2 separate regions of the Sus scrofa genome follow, and region 2 is linked to region 1. A link is a contact called in public HiChIP or PLAC-seq data. All regions are on one chromosome and are shown on one strand. The core of a region is the stretch at or near the end of the contact, and the rest is flanking DNA. Distances in the headings are between cores, read along the strand shown. Region 1 overlaps LOC110260019 (a long non-coding RNA gene). Region 2 overlaps PRKCE (protein kinase C epsilon type).

Region 1 (3,075 bases), core at 206-2,705:
GTCTGTGCTAATGTATTTCTTGGTATGTCCACAATGGCAAGAACCATTTCAAGGATGCAGGAGCCATTGGCTAAATAGTTGTTTAATGAATTAATGACTGCTTTTCTGGGTTGTATAAATTGCTCATTGAACATCTAATAATTTTATCAGTACTAAAGAGTAGGGAGAGCAGTAAAAACATACAAAAAATAAGATGTGCTCTAATGAAAATTTATATCCTTAAATGCCTTCATTAAAACAAATATCAACAACCCACAGAAGCTTGAATACTGGATGAATAAACAGATGTTGAGCAGGGCTTCTGCTGCAGTGTCAGCTTTGGTAGGAGACATTGTCAGGTCCAGGGACCCCCAGCCCTGGGGAGCTTCTCAAGAGCATGCAGAGTCTCCCCCGGAATGTCAGCACGGGACCCTGAGACCCCCAAGCCACCTAAGGGCTGATCTGCTGGCCAAGGGAAGGGGAGGCTTTGAACCTGGGAGCGTTTATGGCTTTGACAGTCGAGTGAACTGACTTTTTGTTATAGAAAATGGGACTCTTTATTTATACCCAAGAGTAACTGGAACGCTATGGAACCCGCTTTCGATTTCATTAGAAGAACACAGGTTGCTGGAGACTCTTTTGAGCCTCTGTGTGCGCCTCCTGAGGCAGCGCATTAAGTGAATTCTACCTGTCAGTGATAAGAGCTGTACTGTCCTTGAAGGAGCCTTGTTGTTGCCCGCCCGTGTTTGTTTCTTCCAGCCTGCTGCCCCTTGCAGTCCTGGTGCTCAGTCCGTGCCCAAAGTCGTCTGCAAACGTCTGTCCGTGGAATAAAAGGGGATCCTCAGGCAGCTGGGTGTGCTCAGTCAGGCTGCTTGGTGAAGGTCGGAGGAGTAAGAAAGCGGGACGGAGATGACGCATGCGCCTGTGAGGACGCCGCGGCAGGGGGCGGGGGAGCACGCAGTGGTTGTGTGCATGGGTGGGAGCCTTTAGACAGCCTAAGCTTCTGGGCTCAGATCAGGTGCAGCTGCTCCCCCAGGTGCTTGCACCCAGGCCTCTTCACAGGGTCTCTGTTGCCCGTGGGGTGTGGGGAGTCCGCATTATGGCTTCATGTAAATGAGCCTGGGCAGAAACTGTGTCCTGTTTCTGGTCTCCCCCCTCCCACCAGCTTGCACTTGCTAAAAGCTTGCTGTTGATTCATCGACTGGCAGGGCAGGGTAGGGGTAAGCTCTCAACTTGGCTGTACATCAGAATCACCTGGGCGGCTTTTAAAGCTCCCAGTGCCCAGGCCCACCCTGGACCAGTTACATCAGAATCTCTGGGGGTGGGACCCCGTCAAGAAGACTTTTTAAAGACCCTCTTCTTATGCCCATGCCCTGCAGTTGAGACCAACAGAGGGAGCCAGGTTGAGAGCTGGGAATATACTTGCATTCCGGCTGCCTATCCTGGCCTCATCCTAGCCCTGGCTGACCCCCATACACTCTCTAGAACACATACTTGGGCTTAATGGCAGGGGTGAGGCTGAGGTGATCCCCGCCATCTGTGGGGCTGCCTCTGGCTGTGGAAGATGTGACAAGGTCACCAGCAGCGTGGGCTGGATTTCTCACAAGTGCGATTTATGAGGCAAAAATTTCTCTCTTCATAAAAATGTCCCCGGTTCCTGTTGCGAAGGGTAATTGAGGCTTTTAGCTTCTGTGTCACGGTCATCACCCATTTCTTTATATGCCTGGTGGTATCGCCCACGGGGAATTAAGTCATATTCTTGGTCAGTGAGTAACATAGAGGTAGCGTGAACTGGACATCCAGGCCAGGTGACTCAGCCAGGACCAGAGTCCCTGGGGAGCATCTCTTCCTGTCCCTGTCCCTGGGTTCACTCAGACCACGCCGGGGGCGGGAGGGAGCAGAAACATCTGGAACGGCTCCTGCTTTCTTGTCTGTAAAAGGGGGGTAACGTGAGGGTTAAAGGAGGCCATGAATGTGAAAAATCTGGTGTGTAGTGGGTGATGGCTCATTTAAGCCACCTGACTGCTGCTTGCATTTCCACCGTTCCTCCCTTTCCCCACAGGGCCCCAAACACACAAACACAATTTTACCTGCAGCAGGAGCTGAGAAAGATTGGTGCACTGAATTCCAAACACCGGGGGTTCGGGCCAGAGGTAATACTCTTGGGGGATTTTAGGCCCCTTCCCCTTCCCTGCCATGAAGTCCTGCCCTCCCTCCCTTCAGTGCGCAGTCCAGCTGCAGGGCTCGCCCCTTCCCTGAGAGGGAGCCCCCTAGTGGCAGGCTGAAGGTCCCCTGCACATCTCTGGCGGCCTTCTCACCTCACCTGCAACCCTAAGTGGTACATAGACCCAGGAACAAAAATCTCTATCATTCTTCCTCTTGACAGATAAGGGAACAGACTCAGAGAAGCTTACCTTTTTGTCCAGGTCACAGAACTAGTTCCTCTATTCCAGTCATTTTTCCCAGTCTCGCTGCCCAGCTTTGACTCTGGGGATGAGAGCGCCCCCTGGAGGGTTCTCCTGGGAGTGGAGTCTTGAGGCTCGCTCCCCAGGGCCAGGGTGTTGAACTGAGAAGTCAAAGGACTGCAGATGGGGAAGTAGGCTGTCTGGGCAGAGAAAGGATGGGCCATGAGGGTTGGTGCAGGCCAGGTCCACTGCTCCAGTGCAGCCGAGGCACTGACTCATCAGGAAAAAGTGGCCGATTGTTGACTAGCCAGCGAGTTTGTCCTGAAAGAGCGTGTCCGTGGTGCTAGAGAGACTCCAGGTCTGAAACGGTTAGAATGGTGATGGCAGGAGACCGAGGCAGGCATGTCACGGGGAGTGTGTTCAAGGCAGTGAGGGTTCCTAGTCCTGGTTTTCCCAGTCAGCAGCTGGTGGGCTTGGGACCAGCTAAGCTCTCCGTGCCTCTGTGAACCAATCTCTAAAGTGTGGATTCCAGTCGCTATCTCAGTGGGCTGTTAGGAGGATTGATTAACATGTAAGAGAGCTCTTGTCAAATTCCTGGCCCAGAGCAAACCCAGTGTAAGTGTTTGCTGTCATCCTAACATCCATGAAGGTGCTGGCACATGGCAGGTACTTCACACCCAGTGAATCTGAA
Region 2 (3,075 bases), core at 427-2,926, 800 kb after region 1:
CACCAGCTTTGTGACTGGCAATTTGGAGAGATTTCATCTCACAGGTGTTAAGTGGCAGGTAAGTGAAGACTGCAAGTGAGGGCACTAAAGAGGCTTCCATGCAAAAGACAGGGTCCGAAATGCCCCGGTTTGTCACCACGCTGAAGAACATACTACTCCCTGACTCAAAAGCCTGACTCAGTCATTTGGAATGGAACCCAAATTATCAGTAGTCATGCTTTCCAAATTTTAGCACACATAAAAATCAAGTGGACATGTAAAACACCCACACGGATTCCTGGACCCCAGGCCCCCCAAATCCTGAGTCTGTAGGTCTAGCCTGAGACCTGAGGTTCTGCATATCTAACAAGCTCCCAGGTGGTCCAGTGCTGCTAGTCTAGGGATTCCACTTCGAGCAGCTCAGGCTGGTAGTCTAAACTTGACCCGCTCTCACTATTTTCTACTTGAGCTGATTTCTTTTCACATGGCAACCCCTCCTTGCCCTTGGTCACTCCTAAAACGTCTTGGCGACTCTTCCCCAAGGCCCTCCTCTGCATGCATCAGACACTTCCTGTTCTCTTCCTCCTTGGTGATGCCTTTTCTAAGGAAGAGGGTATTTAGAAAACTCCCTCCTATGAATTCATGGCAGTAACTGAAGCACCCATGTGACGATTAATCATATCCTGTACATTATATCTTTATGCCATTGGCTTACACTGTGAAGGCAGAGAGGGTTATTTAACCCAGTGTTATTCTTCTACCCTACTTCTTCAATTGGACTGTCTCAGTCCTTAAGAGAATATCTTATTGATTGCATATAACAGTCAGTCAGTTAACAATGACTGAATAATTAGACTTATCGATAGATATAGATAATATGATCTTGGTTCTGCTTAGCTAATAACATTGTCTGATTTACCAAGATGGGTGAGTGCCATTACCACAGACAAGCTGATTCAACACTGTTTTATGTGCTTGGTTCTCTGAGCGGCCTGAGGTCTGCTTCTGAATCCCTTCCTGGACCTAACAGAGCCCGGGTGCTTAGCGATTAGATGGCTAATTACATGAATGGCTCACCCTAACCAACTACCTTCTCCTCATCCTAGATAGAAATCAGCTAAGGTTTATACACATTCATGACCCTATTTTTAAGAATTCCACAGGGGGAATCTAGCCATCAATGATATCGAGCACAGGCAAACCACCACAGTCTCACATGAATAAGAAAAATAAAAGATTTTTCAATGGCCTTCTGACTAATTCCTTACTTAGTGAAATAATCAGGGAGTTGGTAGGAAACCCTGCTCTCAACCACAGTATTATGTAAAAAATGTGCATTCTCTTGCAATACTGCCTTCTAAACAATCCAATGCCAGGAAACTCTAAACAAATGCCTGGAAAGGGGGCATATTTCCAGATTCACATGACTTTTACTGTTCCTCTGTGTTGCGTCAGATTCTCGGTTTGCCAAGTAGGAGGAGAGCTAAGAAACTATTAAGAAGTGAACTTGCTCCCTGAGGCTGGGCAATCCAGGGACTCTGGGCTCCCAGGCTCTGCTCAACTAACTGGAAGTTTGGTGCACTCACTTTATGAAAGCCAGTCAGTCTCTGGCGGGTACTTTTTTTTAGCATCTCCTAGATGTGTGCCTCCACCACGTAAGCTGCTCATTCTCCATCCTTCTCCCGGAACTCCGAGACGTGTCTACCTTGGCAATTCTATGTGAGGCTGCATTTGGAACCGTGTGGGCTGAGCCTAAATCTGAGTATCTGAACATGTGGAAGTGCAGGGCTTGAAGAGAGCACACAGCTCGCTGCCTTGGGCTGAGAGATACCCTCTCACCTCTGCCTCCTAGGCATGGCTGAAACTGCTTCTCAGGGCTCTAAGCCACAGCTTTAGTACCATTATTTTCTCATGAAACCACTGCTGGAGCCAAATAGTGGGATGGACAAGGGCTCACTATCTAGGACACTCATCCGTCTGGCATTTGTTCAAATATGAGATTGTGATACCTTCAATAGGAGCAAACCGGAAATGGATCTTCATAAAGAAGCACATTGCTTAGCCAATTAAAAGTCAAACACACAGACATTTGTAATTGAAAACACACATCTTTAAGCACATCGACAGCACCCATCTATGTGGCAAATGTGCTAATCGAAATTACCCTTATCTTTTTTTTTTCCATCACAGAAGGTCCTGCGGAAACTCTACCTGGCAGGGATCTGTGAGCAGTTCTAACTCCTGTCATCCCTTTGAACACATTCCATAAAATTCAGATTTACCACCAATTCTACTTGCCCAAATTAGTTCTCCTTTGCTGTGTATCTGTCTGGATAAGATGAAACTCTGGCAAAGTCGTTAAAACAGAAGCACTTACAAAGAGCTCCCCACCAACCCAAAGGCAGACTTCACAGAGCTAACTCCTTCCTTTCCCTCTGTGAAGCCCTCCACCAAGTTCCCACGTACTTACAACCCAGGGTCAGCCAGTGACAACAGTTGCCTGTAGCTTAATAGCACAGCGAGAAACTTCTGCCCTGCTCTGATCATCCAAATGGAAAATTTATGAGATACAGACAGATCAGTTCACAGACTATGCCCTGAGCACTAGAAATAACTTATTTGCACAATTCATTTGAACAAAATGTACTGAGTAACATAAAGTGGTACAATGAATAGAAGCCTAAGATTTCCAGTTGGAGATGGTTCCCTGCCTCTTTCCCAGAGACCAGAAAATCAAGATGCAACCTATGGCCTTGGCCAATTCAACCTCTCCTTATCTATTTCCATTCATAAATTTGGGGGGAAAGAAAGGAAGGGCAGGAAAGCCAGATCTAAATAAAGGCAGGTGACTCTTATTACTGCAACGTTTCCTTTGGGGTGACTTCAGCCTGGCCGGCTCTCAGATGGGTGTGCTGGCGCGACAGAGGGGAAACAACGAAACACGGGAAAGGAAGTTCAGCAGTGCCTCCCCTTCGCCCAATCTTGTACTGGGCTATATCTTCTCCCCGCAGACCCCTGAAGCCCCTTACCACCTCCATGTGCTTCCTCTAGGTCACAGCCTGCTCCTCCTACATTCATTCTCTCGAGGGAAACCCC

The links. HiChIP or PLAC-seq counts read pairs in DNA pulled down with a chosen protein or histone mark.
Region 2: an H3K27ac HiChIP or PLAC-seq map of alveolar macrophages shows a contact between it and region 1. The contact joins two enhancer-like sites. A contact is called at or near these places in 1 of 47 Hi-C or Micro-C datasets (embryonic fibroblasts) and 1 of 2 datasets of contacts at active chromatin or transcription factors (alveolar macrophages).

The regions. Positions count from the first base shown.
Region 1 is chr3:93,653,851-93,656,925 of Sscrofa11.1, forward strand. It overlaps LOC110260019 (a long non-coding RNA gene), which reads right to left. Exons shown (of 3, transcript XR_002342725.1): 2 at 2,394-2,584; 3 at 1-1,910. Among named protein-coding and RNA genes, the nearest start is that of MCFD2, 34 kb to the left of the region's middle. Within about 2 kb of position 1,456, at least 9 of the 83 cell types and tissues checked have an H3K27ac peak or open chromatin away from gene starts, as enhancers often do. A contact at or near this core is called in alveolar macrophages, where this site is marked.
Region 2 is chr3:94,453,960-94,457,034 of Sscrofa11.1, forward strand. The region is part of intron 11 of PRKCE (protein kinase C epsilon type); the gene reads right to left. Among named protein-coding and RNA genes, the nearest start is that of EPAS1, 200 kb to the left of the region's middle. Within about 2 kb of position 1,677, at least 23 of the 83 cell types and tissues checked have an H3K27ac peak or open chromatin away from gene starts, as enhancers often do. A contact at or near this core is called in alveolar macrophages, where this site is marked.